Regions from separate parts of the Anas platyrhynchos genome. Here region 2 is linked to region 1. A link is a contact called in public Hi-C data. All regions are on one chromosome and are shown on one strand. The core of a region is the stretch at or near the end of the contact, and the rest is flanking DNA. Distances in the headings are between cores, read along the strand shown. Region 1 overlaps MYLIP (myosin regulatory light chain interacting protein). Region 2 has its middle 46 kb from the start of MYLIP.

Region 1 (2,844 bases), core at 159-2,658:
TTCTCCTGCTTGGCCCTGTCCTGTCTTCCCAGACTGCTGCCCACCCGTCCCCACTTGCCCTACTCTGAATTCCTGGGGCAGCCCTGAGCCCCCCAGACTCTGCAGCCAGCCATCATCCACCTAGACACAGGCATCCTGCAGCAATGCCCAAAGATGTGCTTAGGCCTCACTGTGGAAAATCTTTTCTTTTTCTTCACTTTTTCTCCTCCTTTCCCCTTTAAACCTATTTGTCAATTCCTACAAAGACTTACACTCCCTGCTTTCGGTTGTAACAGGCTCCCAACAGCTGAACCCACGGGCACAAAGGTGACTGAGGTATTTACTCCAGCACACTTTCTGTGAAAACCGAGGGAAATTCAAGAAGGATCTTTGACCAGGCATTACCGAGGCTGAGACTTGTCAATTCATAATTTTAACACTCTGCAGAAAGTTTGTTGTTCGAAACCATATAGAGGAAATCTGAGCTGCAATTTTCCCCCATCTTTGATCAATGTGCCAGCACGCTGCTGTGAAGTGAAACAGCGTGGGCTGGCAGATGAGAATTTTCCCCAGGGGCATTCCGTTGGGAGCACAACAGCGCTGACTTAACAAGGAAATAAATCTTAAAATATATGAATGTTGCTGTGTACATGCTTTTGTGGCACTTAGGGAAAAGAAGTCAAAATAATTTAAAAATACAGAAGCCTTTATTCTACAGTTCTTTGGCTTTTTAACACTTCTGTGTATACTGAATTTAGCATCTACATGCTAGAAGACAGAGCTGTGTTTTCATGACAGTCGCATCTTGAAACATCTCCACATCCTGCCTTTGTAGTCCCTTGCGGGTTGAGCTTTCCCTTGAGCAGGGAGGATGGAAGCCAGGCAGATACCAGCAGAGGGCTGGGAGTTTCCAGTCCTAGCAACACAGGTGTAGTTATGGCTAAACCCCTAACTTCTTTATTAACAACATTCAAGTGTAATTGCATTTTTGTAAAAACATCTCTCCTGTGGTTGAAACTTGTAACTCCCTCCCTGCACAGCTGCTTTTGGCTGCTATCCTGCTGCCAGGAGGTCCAAGACTGACAGGGCTCCAGGAGTCACCCAGAAAGTCATAGAATCTCTGAAGGTGACACTGTTCCCCCCTGCCTTGGTTACTTTTAGCAGAAACTTGAGGCTGTAGCTTTTTGAAATGACATTATATGCATGTGATGAGATCATAGAAACCACCTTTTGGAAATGAAGAGCTGAATTTTCTGTGGGGTAACTTTCTTGCCAAGACTTACTAGCTTTGGGTAGCAAGATCAGTGTAGGGTATAGGAGCTGACTTCATCAGGAGTGTCTGGTACATCACGAGTGTCAAGTACGCTAACTCAAATTGGGAGCAGCACCAGATGAAGTTTTGTAATCAATCCTGCAGCTCCTAGAAGCTGCAAGGACAGAAACTCCAGCTGTTCCTCTGAGCTATTGTGTCATTTCTCCCCCCTCCCACCATCCATTACCAGACAAACAAAGCTTCTTAGGAGAAACAATAGGACTTTGGCAAGCAACACCCAACTCTTTCTGAAGTTCAGCTACATGGCACGAAGAGTTCAGAATCTCCTATTGTTTCCTTTTTACACTCTTCACAGCTCATGGGGATCAGCCATAATCCTTTCATGAGAAGGTATACTGGAACTGCAAACATTAAGCAATACATACCCCAGCAGTATTGGGAAGTCAAGCAATAGTTTTCTAATGTAGCCTGATCAACATTTTAGATAACACTTTTGCAGAAAGCTATCCATGAACACCAATTTGCTCTTACATTGTTTTGCATGCTGTTGAATCTTATAGGGCAAGTGAAACATCCAGAACAGATTACCTAGTACTCAATTTCCAGAAAATGTAACTACATTTTGTTAAAACCACCTACAGGAATTCTGAACCCACCCTTCCCCATTACAAAGAGCTGTTAGCCTCCACTTGTGCTCCACACTTTCATTCACCAACACAGGCCTAGGTTTTCAAGAGCCTGAGATAGAGCCAATACTTGCCAGGCTCTTGTCTGAACCTGCACCTTGGCTTTCACTGAACCCCTGCATAGCTTTTCAAGACAAGGCAAAATATATTTACAAAAAAGTCACAGGCATTGCCTGAATTCAGCCTCTACCATTTAACCTGTCAAACCCTTCCTTAATTAGGAGTTCTAACTACTGGGATTATTTTTTATTAGGGATGTCTAGGTACTTCTAATTATATTGGCTGTGTAATTAGAGTTATGCTTGCCTATTTTAACAGCTTGATTTTGTTGAATGCTTTAAATCAGCTGCCTATATTAACATCTATTTAGATTAATTTACAATCCATTTCAGTCAGCTGCCATAGAATGATGGATTAGATATTAATGTAATTCTATTAGCACTGAACAAAGTCTTTGGGAAAGGCGGAATATTTGCTTTAGCACCACTGTACACCACTACAATAGTTAGTCAACCTTCTTTGATACATATGCCCCTATTCTTCCACTCTCCTTCCCCCCCTCAGAATTCATATACACCCGAGGAAACTGCTCCCTTAGAAAGATGACCCACAATATTCAGACTATAAATGTGAAAAATCTGTATTTTCAGTTCAGTAATACTGCAGAAGAGGTTCAGAAAAATAAGACTCATAAGTAACACAAAATAGATTTTTAAAGTCCTTTATTAACCTGAATATAAAAAGACAGAAGTTGCCTACGATATAGGACAAAGCTCTTGCTTCATGAGGAAACAAAATTTTCTTTACAAAGTGAAAAAATAAATACCCTCTTAGAGTAAGGTTTATATGCTAATGTGTCATAAAAAAGTAGAGTTTTAATATTTTGACAAAATGTCTGTGCAAAGA
Region 2 (2,844 bases), core at 231-2,730, 62 kb after region 1:
GTTCCCGGGGAAGCTGGATAAGGTTAGAAATTTATTGCAGGCACTCTGAATACACTAATATCTCACAGACAGAGCTGGCATTGATCCTTTCCTCTCTCCTGCTAAGTCTTCAGAAGACATGAGCAGCTATTTGCTTTCCGCTGTGCAAGCAGAGCTCCTTGAAGAGAAATAAAATCTTTCTGACTTGGAACATACGGCTTGGAGCAGAGCTGGATTTCTGTTATGCAATGACTGATCTCTTCCAGCCTACCAATATCTGGGGCAAAGAAATTGTGTCTTCAAGAGCATCAGCTCTAGATGAGCAGAAAATGAACTGACAACACGGAGATGTCAGCAGATGATGCATGACGTGTTTATTTACTTGGGCAGAGCTGGAGTGGCAGCAATAGAGCATGCATCTTTTTTTAATTATTATTAGGAAAAAAAAGTGGAGAATATTCAACAAGGAAGGACCTTAATTCAGTATAAAGACAGAAATTTTATTGTGATGGTGAAGATAAGTGAGGAATGGTATTGTACCTTCTGAAGTATTTCTGGTGCTTCTTTTAGAAAAGTACCAATTGAAAAAAAAAAAAGTGGCTGATTCCATTTCTGGCTCAGACAAATGTTTCTTGTAAGTGCATGATATACTTCGGTCCTAACCTGTAAAATACTGGATTGAAAAGGTTCATACTGTTATCAATATAGCTTCATCAAAATGCTGCCATAACTCTTGCCCTGTAGTGTCTTCTACTGAAAACAAAAACAAAAACAAGAAAGCCCTTAGAGATCTGTACTCAGTTCTGGTGAAAATTAATGGAAATCTGGTGAAATCTGGCTTTAGAGAATACCTCTTTATGAACTCTGATTCTGAAGCATTTCTGGCTTTGACTTACAGTATTATGTGCTACAGTGGCACCTAAAGCTTGGGAGCCCTTCGAGCTGGTACCAGCTCAAAGGCTTGCAACTGGACACCATCTCTTAATGGAGATGGAGTCTTGATTCGATTTGTTGCTCTTTATGTAGCAGGGAGGGAGCCTGTGCTTTGCCCCAGAAAGCTGAGGCTCTGTGACGTTTACCACTTCCATATAAACAAGCTTCATTAAGACATAAACAGGTTTGAGCTAAATTATACATGAATTTACATGATAACTATAGACTTCTAAGCAAATTCCTTTTGAAAGGATTTGGCTGGCGAGACTCCAGCAGCATCCTTTTATGAGAAAGATGGGGTAGAAATGCAAAGTAAGGCTAGCACAGCCCAAACTACAAAGATGGGAAATAACCTAACAGGAGCTGAAGATGTGCATCACCAGGAGCCACTTGCTGTGTGCCCCAGTCCCTTCCCAGTAAGGAAGGCAGAGTGAAAGAATATGGAAAGTATTTGCACAAATCCTGTAATCCAGAAACCTCATGAAGAAAATCTGAACAGCCTAACAGTGTCAGTCTGCCTGTGCTGCCCTAGGACTGCCTGGCTGTGGCTGTGGCCTGGAGTTACCTTCCTGCCTTATCACCACTTTGCTTGCAGAGCACTTGTTTGCGAAATGCCTCTGCATGGAGAGCAGAGCTCCCTCACCTACATTTCTTCCCCAAAGAACAATACTCCTAGCACTAAAGGTTGCGTAATTGAACATCTGAACACATTAAAAAGTGCTCTCAAATCATGTGGGAAATGCAAGAATATTTTTTTTTCTTTCTGATACTACTTTTGTGTGTGTGTGTGTGTGTGTGAGAAGACTCTCCACCTTTATGGCTGGCTTCTTGCTACCTTCAAAGTTATTACCAGTTCTTCTCTGCCCCTCGCTGATCACTGTGTCCCAAAACTTTCACTGTTCATATTAGCAGATGTGATGGTGAGGCTGGGAACTGATTTGCAGGCTGCTTCTAACTTCTATTGCTTTTTAAACCAAAAGCAGCTAAAGCACGAGAAAACCCTGGATAAAAGACAGCTCTGCTCTGTTTAGGAGAGGATTATTGTGGCTTAAGTTAAACTTCTCCCTAAATCAAATTGACATAAGCTTGCTTGATATCTATTTAAGTTTCCATATTATTTTTGCTCTTGTTTAATTAAATCCATTTTAAATTATGCTTTAAGGCAAACCTGCACAACTCTGTATGTACGTACATAAGCTCTCAGATGGTGTTACCAAGATCCCATTTGGAAATGGTACAGCTCATTAGCTTTGCTGGCTCCCAGACAGTTCAGAGCAGTTTGAATTTCCTGCCAATTCAATGGCATTATTTAGTTTGTATTTAAAAGCTCGTGTTTCCTTTTGACCCATGATGGTCAGCGAGCACAAGCACTGAAGGGCCTGGTCTTTCATCAGCGTCTGCAAGTGGAGAAGAGCTCTGAGACTCTGGATGAGTGCAATGCACTGCCTTTTGCTTCCTTTTACTGCTGTTTTATGGAACAGAAGGAAGAGACAATGCGAGCTTTTGTATAAAAGTGAGGTGACCTTTCCAAGTTACATGTGGGATCTGCTGCTGTTTCTATAGAGACCAAATGCATTAACCTGAGTCAAGTGGGAATGCCTGCAGCTCATTGAAAGGGATAGCGTTTCTCAGAGAAAGCTGGAAGATTTAAGTAAAAGGCTTGATTCATGTGTTTTACTTTTTAAACAAAAGGAAGCTGCATTTAGGCTTGAGCAAGGACATACTTTTTGTGTCTAGTTTCATCTTCCAATTTCCAATTTGCATAGCCCTTATCAAACAACTTTCTTGCTCTAGGGTCCCAAATGCTTCCTTGACTGAATGCAACTCTACAGGAATTGTTTTCAGACCCATGAAAGATGCTTCTTGCACAGGCAAAAAGTCTCCAAAAGTACTCTAAGATGCTGCTTAGTTTGTTTACCCTGCTTCCATGAA

The links. Hi-C and Micro-C count contacts between places; a contact is called where the count stands out from the background.
Region 2: a contact with region 1 is called in a Hi-C map of skeletal muscle, with 4 times the contacts expected there. The contact joins two enhancer-like sites. A contact is called at or near these places in 2 of 8 Hi-C or Micro-C datasets (liver and skeletal muscle).

What each region holds. Positions count from the first base shown.
Region 1 is chr2:107,238,588-107,241,431 of IASCAAS_PekinDuck_T2T, forward strand. MYLIP (myosin regulatory light chain interacting protein) reads right to left here. Exons shown (of 7, transcript XM_027451262.3): 7 at 2,644-2,844. Among named protein-coding and RNA genes, the nearest start is that of MYLIP, 15 kb to the right of the region's middle. Within about 2 kb of position 1,409, at least 2 of the 8 cell types and tissues checked have an H3K27ac peak or open chromatin away from gene starts, as enhancers often do.
Region 2 is chr2:107,300,516-107,303,359 of IASCAAS_PekinDuck_T2T, forward strand. No RefSeq gene overlaps it. Among named protein-coding and RNA genes, the nearest start is that of MYLIP, 46 kb to the left of the region's middle. Within about 2 kb of position 1,481, at least 5 of the 8 cell types and tissues checked have an H3K27ac peak or open chromatin away from gene starts, as enhancers often do.